2 separate regions of the Gossypium hirsutum genome follow, and region 1 is linked to region 2. Evidence: chromatin contacts called from public Hi-C data. All regions are on one chromosome and are shown on one strand. The core of a region is the stretch at or near the end of the contact, and the rest is flanking DNA. Distances in the headings are between cores, read along the strand shown. Region 1 holds the start of LOC107963018 (cysteine-rich receptor-like protein kinase 14). Region 2 has its middle 21 kb from the start of LOC121230430.

What was found. A called contact is a pair of places that touch in the nucleus more often than the background predicts.
Region 1: a Hi-C map of leaf shows a contact between it and region 2, with 4 times the contacts expected there. The contact joins the promoter of LOC107963018 here to the enhancer-like site in region 2. A contact is called at or near these places in 14 of 34 Hi-C or Micro-C datasets (anther, callus, fibers and 2 more).

Annotation. Positions count from the first base shown.
Region 1 is chrA06:78,966,642-78,971,731 of Gossypium_hirsutum_v2.1, reverse strand. LOC107963018 (cysteine-rich receptor-like protein kinase 14) reads left to right here and starts at 3,812. Exons shown (of 1, transcript XM_016899619.1): 1 at 3,812-4,258. The coding sequence starts at 3,812. The coding sequence ends at 4,258. LOC107961698 (cysteine-rich receptor-like protein kinase 25) reads left to right here and starts at 3,455. Exons shown (of 7, transcript XM_016897772.2): 1 at 3,455-4,624; 2 at 4,701-4,835. The coding sequence starts at 4,288.
Region 2 is chrA06:78,621,196-78,626,571 of Gossypium_hirsutum_v2.1, reverse strand. No RefSeq gene overlaps it. Among protein-coding and RNA genes, the nearest start is that of LOC121230430, 21 kb to the left of the region's middle. Within about 2 kb of position 4,036, at least 7 of the 9 cell types and tissues checked have an H3K27ac peak or open chromatin away from gene starts, as enhancers often do. A contact at or near this core is called in fibers and leaf, where this site is marked.

The DNA.
Region 1 (5,090 bases), core at 2,563-5,062, 350 kb before region 2:
TGCAAATTTATCTCGTTTCTTATAATTTTATATTTTTATAATCGTTGCAACTAGGTCCAACTAACATGTACCTCTGCTTTCAAAACTGTTAAAGATTTTAAAATTTTTCATTGGTGAATTTTAGGTTTTTTATATAGAAAATGGTTTAGTTGGAAGCTTGATAATGAGTTTGGACTAGTTTGTAAAGTGATTTTGTTTAGTTTTTAAGTTTAAGGATTAAATTGTTAAATTGTTAAGTTCTTAAATCTGGAATGGTTTCCTTGTAAAATTTTAGAATTAGAGGGCTGATTTGGAATGCAATTAAATTCGACTCAATAGGTATAAGGATTAATTGTGAAAATAAACTTATTTCAGTTGTAGGGACTAAATCGAATAATGTGTAAAAGTTTGGGGTAATTGTGAAAAATTATATATAGGAAGACATAAGCATTAAATTAAATATTACATGAAGCTGAAGCTAATAATTGAAATAAAATTTACTTCATAAATCAAGAACAAGTAGATAATCGTGGAAAAGCAAAAGTTGCTGATTAGTCCTTGAATTTTGCTATCTCTGCAATTTAGCACTACTAAGTAATTTGCAAAATTTTATTAACTTGTGATTTATGATTTATTGACTATATATTTAATGAAATAATCATAATTATTATTCAAGGTGAGTAATGAAATTGTATTATAAGATATTATGCGGTATTGTATATCGAGCCCGAATGAACATAGGATAAGATACAATTCGCATGTCAATAGATTATTTTACGCGCTGTATGGGATTAACTTGTATTGAGATGATGATTCCTGACTTGTTATTGTCCACTGAATATACTGGAGTCTAACATTTGTTGTGGACTTCCGTGTTATATTTACAGTGATTTGGCGTGTTACCGAAGGCGGATGTAAAGTCTTCGAGTTTGGCACTTGGTGTCCAGCCGTGTTTCTAGAGAGATGTTAGCTTCTGGGCTAGGCACTTGGTGCCAAGGCATGTTCTCGGTTGGTTTGGCTTGTATGAGCTTTTTTGCGAGTTTTGGGTGGATAACTACGTATCCATATCCGTTTGTATTGTTCATTAGGCTGAATTTTTAACGGTTAAATGACTTAATGATGATATGTAACTGATATTTAGTTATATTTTCTTGTGAAAGATTTGTACATGTATTCATGATTTCCAATGTTATATCGTGACTTGATAATGATTGATACTTTATAAATGAAGTGATTAAATAACTCGTATTTATGAAATTCACCTGTTGAATGGTTGTGATTGACATAGTTAATGTTAGATATTGTTTTTGCTATTTATAAAACTATGATTATATGGTAAGTTAAAACATTTCAACCTGTGAACTTACTAAGATCGTAAAAGTTTAGTTACTTCAATTTCTTATTTCCTTGTAGATAATATTTTGCAGAATCAGGCAATTGGATCAACACGAATATCACACTATCCAGACTTTTTTTGGTAGATTTTGAAAACATTTATTTTTGAGATATGTGACATGTAATAAGAGTATCTTGTATATGTTTAAAGTACTTATTAAAAATGGTATGTTCTATATTTGTGCGATGAATGTATGTTTTTGGTTAATAATATGCTTGTTAATGGTATGAAAATTCAATTATGGCATGGAACTTGTAATGTAATAGGTGTGTTTTGTACTTAAGTTGAGTACATATTTCTATGTGTTCATATTTGGGTGATGTAAAGATGTTTAAGCTTGGTTTTAGACCACTTATGTTTAGGCCTTTTGTGTTGGAATGAAGTGTGCATATAACCTTGGGTTTGATTAGTTGATATAAATAATCTAGAAATGTTTGCATTGTGGTAGAATTGAATATGAATAGGTAAAATAACATGATAAGTTGGTATGTGTTTTTATGTATGAACTCATAGGTTAGAATGTAACTTATTTGATATGATTTGTGGATAAGTTTGTTAAATGAATTGTGGTGTCAATGAAGACACATTGGGTAGGAACTTAAGTTAGATGATTTTTGCATGTTTTGGGCTTGTTCAAGTGTGTTTTGAATATGTTTAATTGTTGGTAAATAAGGTGTTGATGTTCAAGTAAGCACGTTTTGGTAAACTTGCATTTGAAGGAAAAATTAGGGGCACGCGGCCTGAGACATGGCTGTTACATGGCCGTGTGTTGCACATGGTCATTTTACAAGGTCGTGTGTTCCAAGTTAGTGTGTCACATAGTCGGGGACATATCTTGCGACACAGCCGTATGACCCTTGTTTTCAAAATTTTTAAATTTTTCTAAAACTTTCAGTTTTGTTTCAAATTAGTCCTTGATTGTTCCTAAATTATTTTTTAAAAGCTCTGTATGTCTGATTTAGGGTCAATAATCGTATTTATTTTATGAATAACATTTGAATTTGAATTTTGTTATTTAATTTTATATTTGAATAGTTAAATGTTAGTAATTCTTGTGATGTATGTTGTAATACTCTATAACCCTAACCCCGCGACGAAGATGTGTTAGGGGTGTTACAACATTGATCTTCCACTTTAGTTCCGCCAGCATTTCAGTTGTATTTACCATTTTTTCATCGAAATGAACATACACTAACATCTGGTTATTCATCTTCAACAAAATTTGTTTCATTCACAATGAAACATTGATATTTCTTTGGTTTTTTTCTTTTAAACTATTAAAGAAAAAAAAAAGAAAAAAAACTCAACCAAAACAGACAAAAAAAATCAATATATAGCCTATTTGTGCCGGCAACGAAGATAGCCGGCACCCTAAAAAAATGTTCATTTTTTTCAAACATGGGTGCCGATAGATGGAAGGCCTACACCAAAAATATATATATTATTGATAAAATACTAGTGTCAGCAACTAGAAGGTTGACACCAAAGTTTTTTTTAAAAAAAATATTTTCTCTACAAAAGAATAACCGATGAGGCATGGGGAAGGCCGATACCAAAAAGAAGTTATTTTCTTACCCGGGTTTCAGTCTTGAGAAACACGGGACCAAAATTTTTTTTACCTACCACAAGTGCCAACATAAAAAAATACTGAAAGAATATTTGAGTTTTCTTTCCGGTGCCGACCATGTAGACGCCGCAAAAGTGAAATATTTTTTTTTAAACCTCAGCCCAATCAACAAGCAATCATTACACGGTGATTAACTTTGGTGCCAACCATCGGAGTGCCGGTATCGCTTGACACTATAGATTTCATGTAATTTTCATTATAGTTTTTCAATCTGGGTTATTTATATTTTTTGAATTATTTACGTAAAAAAAAGTCCAATATACTGCACTAATTAGCCCAACAAGAGTAATTACTCTGACAGGCAGGTAGTAAATTCAAGAAGCAAATGAAACTTGGAAAGGAAGTGGGAACTGTGGCAAAATACGTACCACAGAAAACGAGTTTGAATTTTCAAAACTGACAAAACCATCCAATTCAACATATACGAGTTTTCATAATGAATTAAGCGAAATTATTTTCCGAAATTTTGTTTGATAGGTAGACATTGACTTGGATTTGTCAAAAAGATAACCCGAAAACCAAGCTTCCTAGCATGGATTGAAGCCAGTGGTCACGCTCCGATTCATTGTCCACTAACTAGACCTACCTCACTCACACAGGTAACACTGAGGAATGGAAGTCTTAAGTTTCGAGCGACTTTTAACAGCTTAGACCTTTTTGCTTTAATGGGCGCTCTTGAATCTTTCTCCCACACCAGGCAAGGAAACCTAAACACAAATACTTCCCATCTCTGTCGAAACATATCTGGAATACTAAGTTCCCACTTCTTTTTTCTCGATTTTGGTTCCTTGAAATTATAGAATCTCAAAATGTGGATTAAACTTAAAGCTCTTTCTTCAATTCTCTCCCATCTGCTTATCGGCATTGCTCTCGTTGATGCTAACCTACGATGCTATGACACTGGTAATTTCACCCTTAATAGTACATATGGCAAAAACAGAGACCTTATTCTCGCTTCTCTCCTACCTAATGTCTCTGCAAATGGTGGTTTCTCTACTGCCAGTATCGGCCAAAACTCCAACAAAATTTGCGCTCTTGGTATGTGCAGAGGAGACTCTACTCCAAACGGTTGTTATACATGTCTCAATTCCTCAATCCAGGATCTCATAGCTAGCTGTCCCAACCGAAAGAAGCCCTTTCATGGGGAGCTGATCCTCCTTGTCTTGCACGCTATGCAAATCGCCCCTTTTTTGGAACCCTGGAGCTACAACCCACTGATGCAGGCTATAATACGGCCGACATCACTTCCAATTTAACTCAATTTGATACTATTTGGGAGAGTTTGATGGACAGAGTGGTGAGCAAGGCTTCCAGCGGGTCTTCTACTAAGTATGCAACCGGGGAAGCAGATTTTACAGCATTCCAAACGATACATGCACTTATGCAGTGCACTCCAGATTTATCACACAAGGATTGTGATTCCTGCCTAAGGCAATCCGTGAGTTACTATGAAAGCTGTTGCCGTGGAAAGCAGGGAGGTTATGTTCAGAAGCCTAACTGTTGGTTCAGATGGGATTTGTATCCTTTCTATACACGCAATGCTTCTACTGCTGCATCCTTATCTCCTCCACCTTCTCCTGCTAGTCCTCCGCCACTGTCAGTGAACTCTACAAGCAAGAAAGGTAACTACCTATCTGCTAGATGGCATGCTGGTTTCAGGAAGAAATTGATGTAAATGAAAAGTTGTTGCTTGTGCAGGGGACGGAGGCAGCCATTCATCCCATACCATTGCCATTATAATTGTTCCCATAGTCATCTTGGTGGCAGTACTTATCATACTTGCAGTTGCTGTTCTCCTTAAAAGGATAAAAAAAACAAAGCGGGATGATCAAAGTAAGTTGGTCTTTGATTTTCTTTTCTATAGTCCTAACTTGACTACTTAGCCAAAGATCGACCCCTTGCCATGTTTATGCATTGTTTCATACTTCTTTAGAAATCATATACCGATTATGTAAATCTAGAAACAAAAAAAAAAAAAAAAAGAAACACACACGCGCACACACACAACAGGATGTGGTTAGCTTTAAGTAGCTTTGATGCTTTCCTCTCCTATTCATTTGCTATAACTTAATTGATTCTTTGTTATGC
Region 2 (5,376 bases), core at 2,787-5,286:
CCCAAGCAATGGGTTGCACAATGAATGAGGACTTTGTGAACAACAAGCATTTAAGGAGTGGTTGGACTTTTCATGCATGAACGCTTTAATGAAGCTACTTGGATGGACGCCTTAATAAAGCTAGTGGCAATAAAGAAGGCTTACCGCCCAAATTAAATCTGCTGCTATTTTCGGCACTAAATACAAGTGATGCCTGCTCTTTTCAAGGCTGACCGATTATGTTCTCTAAGGAGCATATTGGAGCGTTCACACCTAAGGCCTTTCAGTTGCTAGAGTGCCTTGGCCGAACATAGACATTTCCATTAAAGAGGCTAGCCGAATCATCTCTTCTAGAGACCAACCATTGAGATTTTCATGACAAGAATATTCTGGAAAGGATTAAGAAGCTTCATGGGAGTTTCTTTCTTGCTTAGCCTTTAAGTTGCCGTCCCCTTGAATGCCCATATGACTATTCAGCTAGCTATGACTTAGTCTATAAATATGTAATGTATTTTACTTTGAAGAGGCTAATGAACAATTTATGAATTTTATCAACTTTGTGAGTTTGTTTTCAACTCTCAATATAATCCAAAGACTAGTTTGACTTATCAAGAATCTTTATGGCTTCATTCTATCTTTGTTTCTGAACTTCTCACTTTGATTTCCAAAGTGTGGCGTTCTAAGTTATACCGAGGTTCCTATCATTTTTGATAGCGGTATCTGTCTTTCATTTTCTGACTTAAGTGTCTCATAAGTAACGGGTTAGCACACCAACATTGTGTTAGTTCTTACTTTGACCCTTAACCGAATTCCATCCTAACATCTACCAAACTATCCATTATCCTACCGAACCATTTTGTACCTAGTTCTTTCCTTCTAAACAAACATTTCTCGAACAACCCTTAGCTTACTCGATTTACGATCGGGCAAACATTACTACTCAAATCTCAACCGAGGTGAGTGCGTATCAGAAGTTTACGCCATATAAGACAAATCAAAAGCTTTTGGGAATCAATTTAAAAAAAATGTAATATTTTGAGATTCGGTGCTCACAAAATTTTGTAATCAGCTTGTCTTTAATGCTAAACCAACACAATGGAGGTTAACTTATTTTTTTATGTACCATAAGATCCTCATATAATCTTGTTTCTTTTTTTCTTTTTCTAAAAAAACTTGACTTTTTTTAAACAACAGTGCTTCATGAAAACCCTTTCATCCCAGGTTGAAGTTTAGAGAGGAGGGAAAATAGTGCATTAAATTTTTATTAATTACAATAAACGAGATTGTATATTTAAATTAAAATATATTAAATTATTTTGTATTTTTTATAAAATTTGTAGATATTGTATTTTTAATAGATCTTCTAAAATATGATTATATTATAAAACTATGCGTTTTTTAATAAGATTATAAATTTATATTATTTAGCTTTTGCAAAAAAAATATTTTAATTATTTTTAAATAGACTTGCTCATGGGTCAGGTCACTCAGTCTGCCAAAAAATGAGAGGGTTTGGGTAAAATTAGGCCCGAAAAATAGGTTTGGACAAAAAATTAAGACTCGTTTAAAAAATAGGTTCAGCCTCGGGTACGACTTTTTTAACCCGAGCCGGGCCCAACCCAAATATGCAAAAAAAAAGAACTACTTTTTTACTGTTTTATTGCTGTTTTTTTTACTATTTTGTTGTTATTATATAACTATTGTTTTATTGTTAATTTTGTTACTATTTTAGAGACATTTACTTGTTAAGTTGCACCTATCTTGGTGTTATTTAAGTATACATATTTTCTTAATTTATTTTCAATTTATTGAGAAATATTTATTTTAATGTTTTTATATTTTTGATGTATTATATTTTAAAAAAAAAACAATAATACAAACAGACTAGGCCGACCTTGAACAAAATTGTAGGCCCATTTATAGGCAGGGCCTGGGCCTAAATTTTTTATTGGGCCCAGACCGACCCATGAACACCTCTAATTTTATACATAAAAGTAATATATATATATATATATATATATATGAAAAGTAGAGGCGATTTGAGGGGTAGGCAAGGGTGTTAGCCTCCCAAAAATGATAAACTTTAATTTAGTTATCTTACGAATAGAAAAATTATAAATTAATATATAGTAAAATTGTATTTTGGTCCCTCAAAATGAAAAAATTTCAAGTCAATCCTCTTATAAATAAAGAAATTATAAATTAATATATATTAAAATTGCATTTTAACCTCCTAAAAATAAAATAAAAATTCTATTTAGTCCCTTCAAAAATAATAAAATTATAAATTAATAATAAACTTATAATTTGATTTAAAGAAAAATTATAATTAAATTTTGATCCTATTAAAAAAGTTTTTGGATTCACTATTGTGTAAAAGGTAAATTAATTTATAGAAAAAAAGTAAATTAATTAAAATAAAAAATTAAATAAACATAATTAATTTTTTTAAAATATTTTAAAATTTAATTTATATTAAAATAGTTAAAAGCATTGTTGTACATATATCAATAGAATAATTAATTCACATGACATTTAGATATATAAGATATAATATAAGATATTATGCAAAGTTTATAATTTTAATTAGACATATTGTTAGGTTAATTAATCATATTTTTAATTTATTGTTGCTTTCAAATATTTAAGATTCATCATTTTACTTTACTCTTACCTTTAATTTTTGTAACATTTAAAATTACACATACCGTCTTGCCAAAAAAAAAAAAAACCATATACTACGGGTAAATTTCCCTTTCACCATGGACTCTCTCTGCGAAAAAAGAAAAAAAAAGATGATATTTCTAGCGATTCAAACAACAAGAAGGTTTGTTTCAAGGAGTCGACGTCTAGTATTGAAAATGTGATGGCTGTTGATTCAACACCGATTCCAACCTTGCCCTGGAAAAATATGGTTATGGGGAAAGGTTCCACCGTTTCTTATTGGGAGAGAATTAAACGCTACCAATACGACTTTTTCACTACTGGAAGGTGACGTTAAAAAGTTGATACTCAATGACATCCCCGCCATTGTGTTCTCAGATAGAGTAAAAAAATTATTAGTTAAAGACATGTCTACTTCTGTGATTCTCAAACTGTTGGGAAGGAATATCACAACACTACAAAATAAAGTTTATGGACTTTGGAGACCATTTCAACCCTTTCAAATGATGGATATAGAAAAATGGATCAAAATTCCAATATTCTGAAGACTATGAGAAGGTTTTATCACGGGGTCCATGGATTATCTTCGGGCAATACTTGACGGTTCAACCTTGGACTCTCTATCCTAGTAATGTCCTGGCTTGGATTAGACTCCTAGGATTGCCTAGCCATCTCTAACAAAAAGAGGTATTATGGAACTTGGGGGAATGGTGGGGAAGGTTACCAAATTGGATTTTAATACAGACAACCAAACAAGGGGTCAATACGTGCGAATGATTGTTTTTATCAATCTGGAGAAACCTCTTATCTCACAAGTCCTCATCAATGGAAATCTTCAACTAATCGAGTACAAAAGCTTATCGATTGTCTTCTTCTCGTGTGGACGGTATGGCCACTCCAAGGATGGTTGTCCGCATATACAAGCAACAGGGAACAAATCGGAAGAATATACTCTGACAATCGGAAATCCACAACCAGATGCAGACTTGACGACTAGAAGCGATGATTTCGGTCCTTGGATGCTGGTGGAAAGGAGATTCAGGTGTAACTCACGTGAATAGAACAAACATGGAATGACTGGAGAAGGGGAGAAATTTTCGGGGTCGAGATTTCATGCCTTATCTTTCAATTCTGATTCTTTAGGGAGTGGTTTCGGGATAAGGGACAGATATTCGGCCATGGAAAAAATGGGAAAGAAATTGTAAATGCAGATTTTGGGAAGATATTGTCAAGGTGAAAGAAATATGAAGTTCGATCTTGGGAAAGGTTAGTGGGTTCTTTAATTAACAAAAATTCTAATTCTATTTTGAATATTTCCAGGTCCAATGCTCATGACAAAGGCCCAAGCAAAACAGGTGGGCTATCGATTGGGCAGAGTTCTAGGTCCAGCAATGCGCCTGGGCCAAACGCACCTTTGAAGGACCATTTGATAGGTGGGGCGGTCCTACCCAACGCTGGGAAAATCGATACTACTGTTGACAATTCTGCTGGAATTCTTGATTGAGAAGTTGGAGATTTGGGCGATACAGTGCTTACAGTTCCTGCAGGTTTTAATGATAAAAAATTTTAATCCTGCAGTTGAATAAGTGGAAGTTGTGGCAGTGACCATAAATGAAAGCATTCTCAACTCTAACAATCATTCGACAATTACCTTCCAAGCAACCTCTAGCTCGACTTTAACTGGGACAACGGGCGTTAATAAAGCTGCTAAGTTGGGAAATACTTTTAACCCAGTTAATGGTCACGATAATGGTGGAAAAGCAAGGGATCCTAAGGGTGATTGGAAGATTAATAAAACTCTTAAGGGACCAAGTAATCATTTTAAGGCTATGGGGAGCTCACAAGCCTCTCTTGTTGGATCCAAGTTGAAGGCAGCAGATCTTATCTCCTCGGAGTTGGACGGTCAAGTTGCTAAGGAAAAAGTGACAAGAGAAACCGAAGGCTCGGATAGTACTGTCCATGCCGGACAATAAATATGTTATCTCCTTTTTTCAATTTTTATTATGAATTTATTCACTTTTTCTTGAAATGTGTAGGGTTGTGCGAATTCGAAATTTCCAAGAATATTTCGAGAATATAGTAATGAATTTAAACTAGATATTTTTAGCTTGCTTGAACCAAGGGTTAGTGGTCTTAAAGTTGATACTATTATTGCAAAATTAGGGTTGGAAAGAACTCATCGGGTAGAACCAGTTGGTTTATCAGGTGGTATTTGGCCAGGATGGAAGGAGTCCATTGATATAGAGGTGATCAGAAATCATCATCAATTTATTTTGACTCATATTTTGTCTATTCTTCAATCACGACTGATTTTTGTTGCTTTTTTTATGGTAGCCCAGATAGATAAAAAAGGAGGCTTCTCTGGAAGGGTTTACGGTTATCTATCCTTTCAGGTCATTCTCCTTGGTTGGCTTTGAGGATTTTAACGCCATTCTATCGGCAGAGTAAAAGAAGGGTGGCCAAGTGACAGGTCAAAGGTGTCTTTTTTTTTGTGATTCTGTTAACACTAATAAAGTCCATGATCTGGGGTTTAGAGGTTCCCCTTTCACTTGGCATCATGGTACTCTATTCAAGCATTTGGATTGGGCTTTAGGTAATGAGGCTTGGGTAGAGTTGTTCCTTAATTGTGTGGTGACTCATCTTCCAAGAATTAAATCAGACCATAAGCCTATTTTAATGTCTTTACAATCGAATATATCCCCTCCTAAAGGCAGACCTTTCCATTTTTTAGCT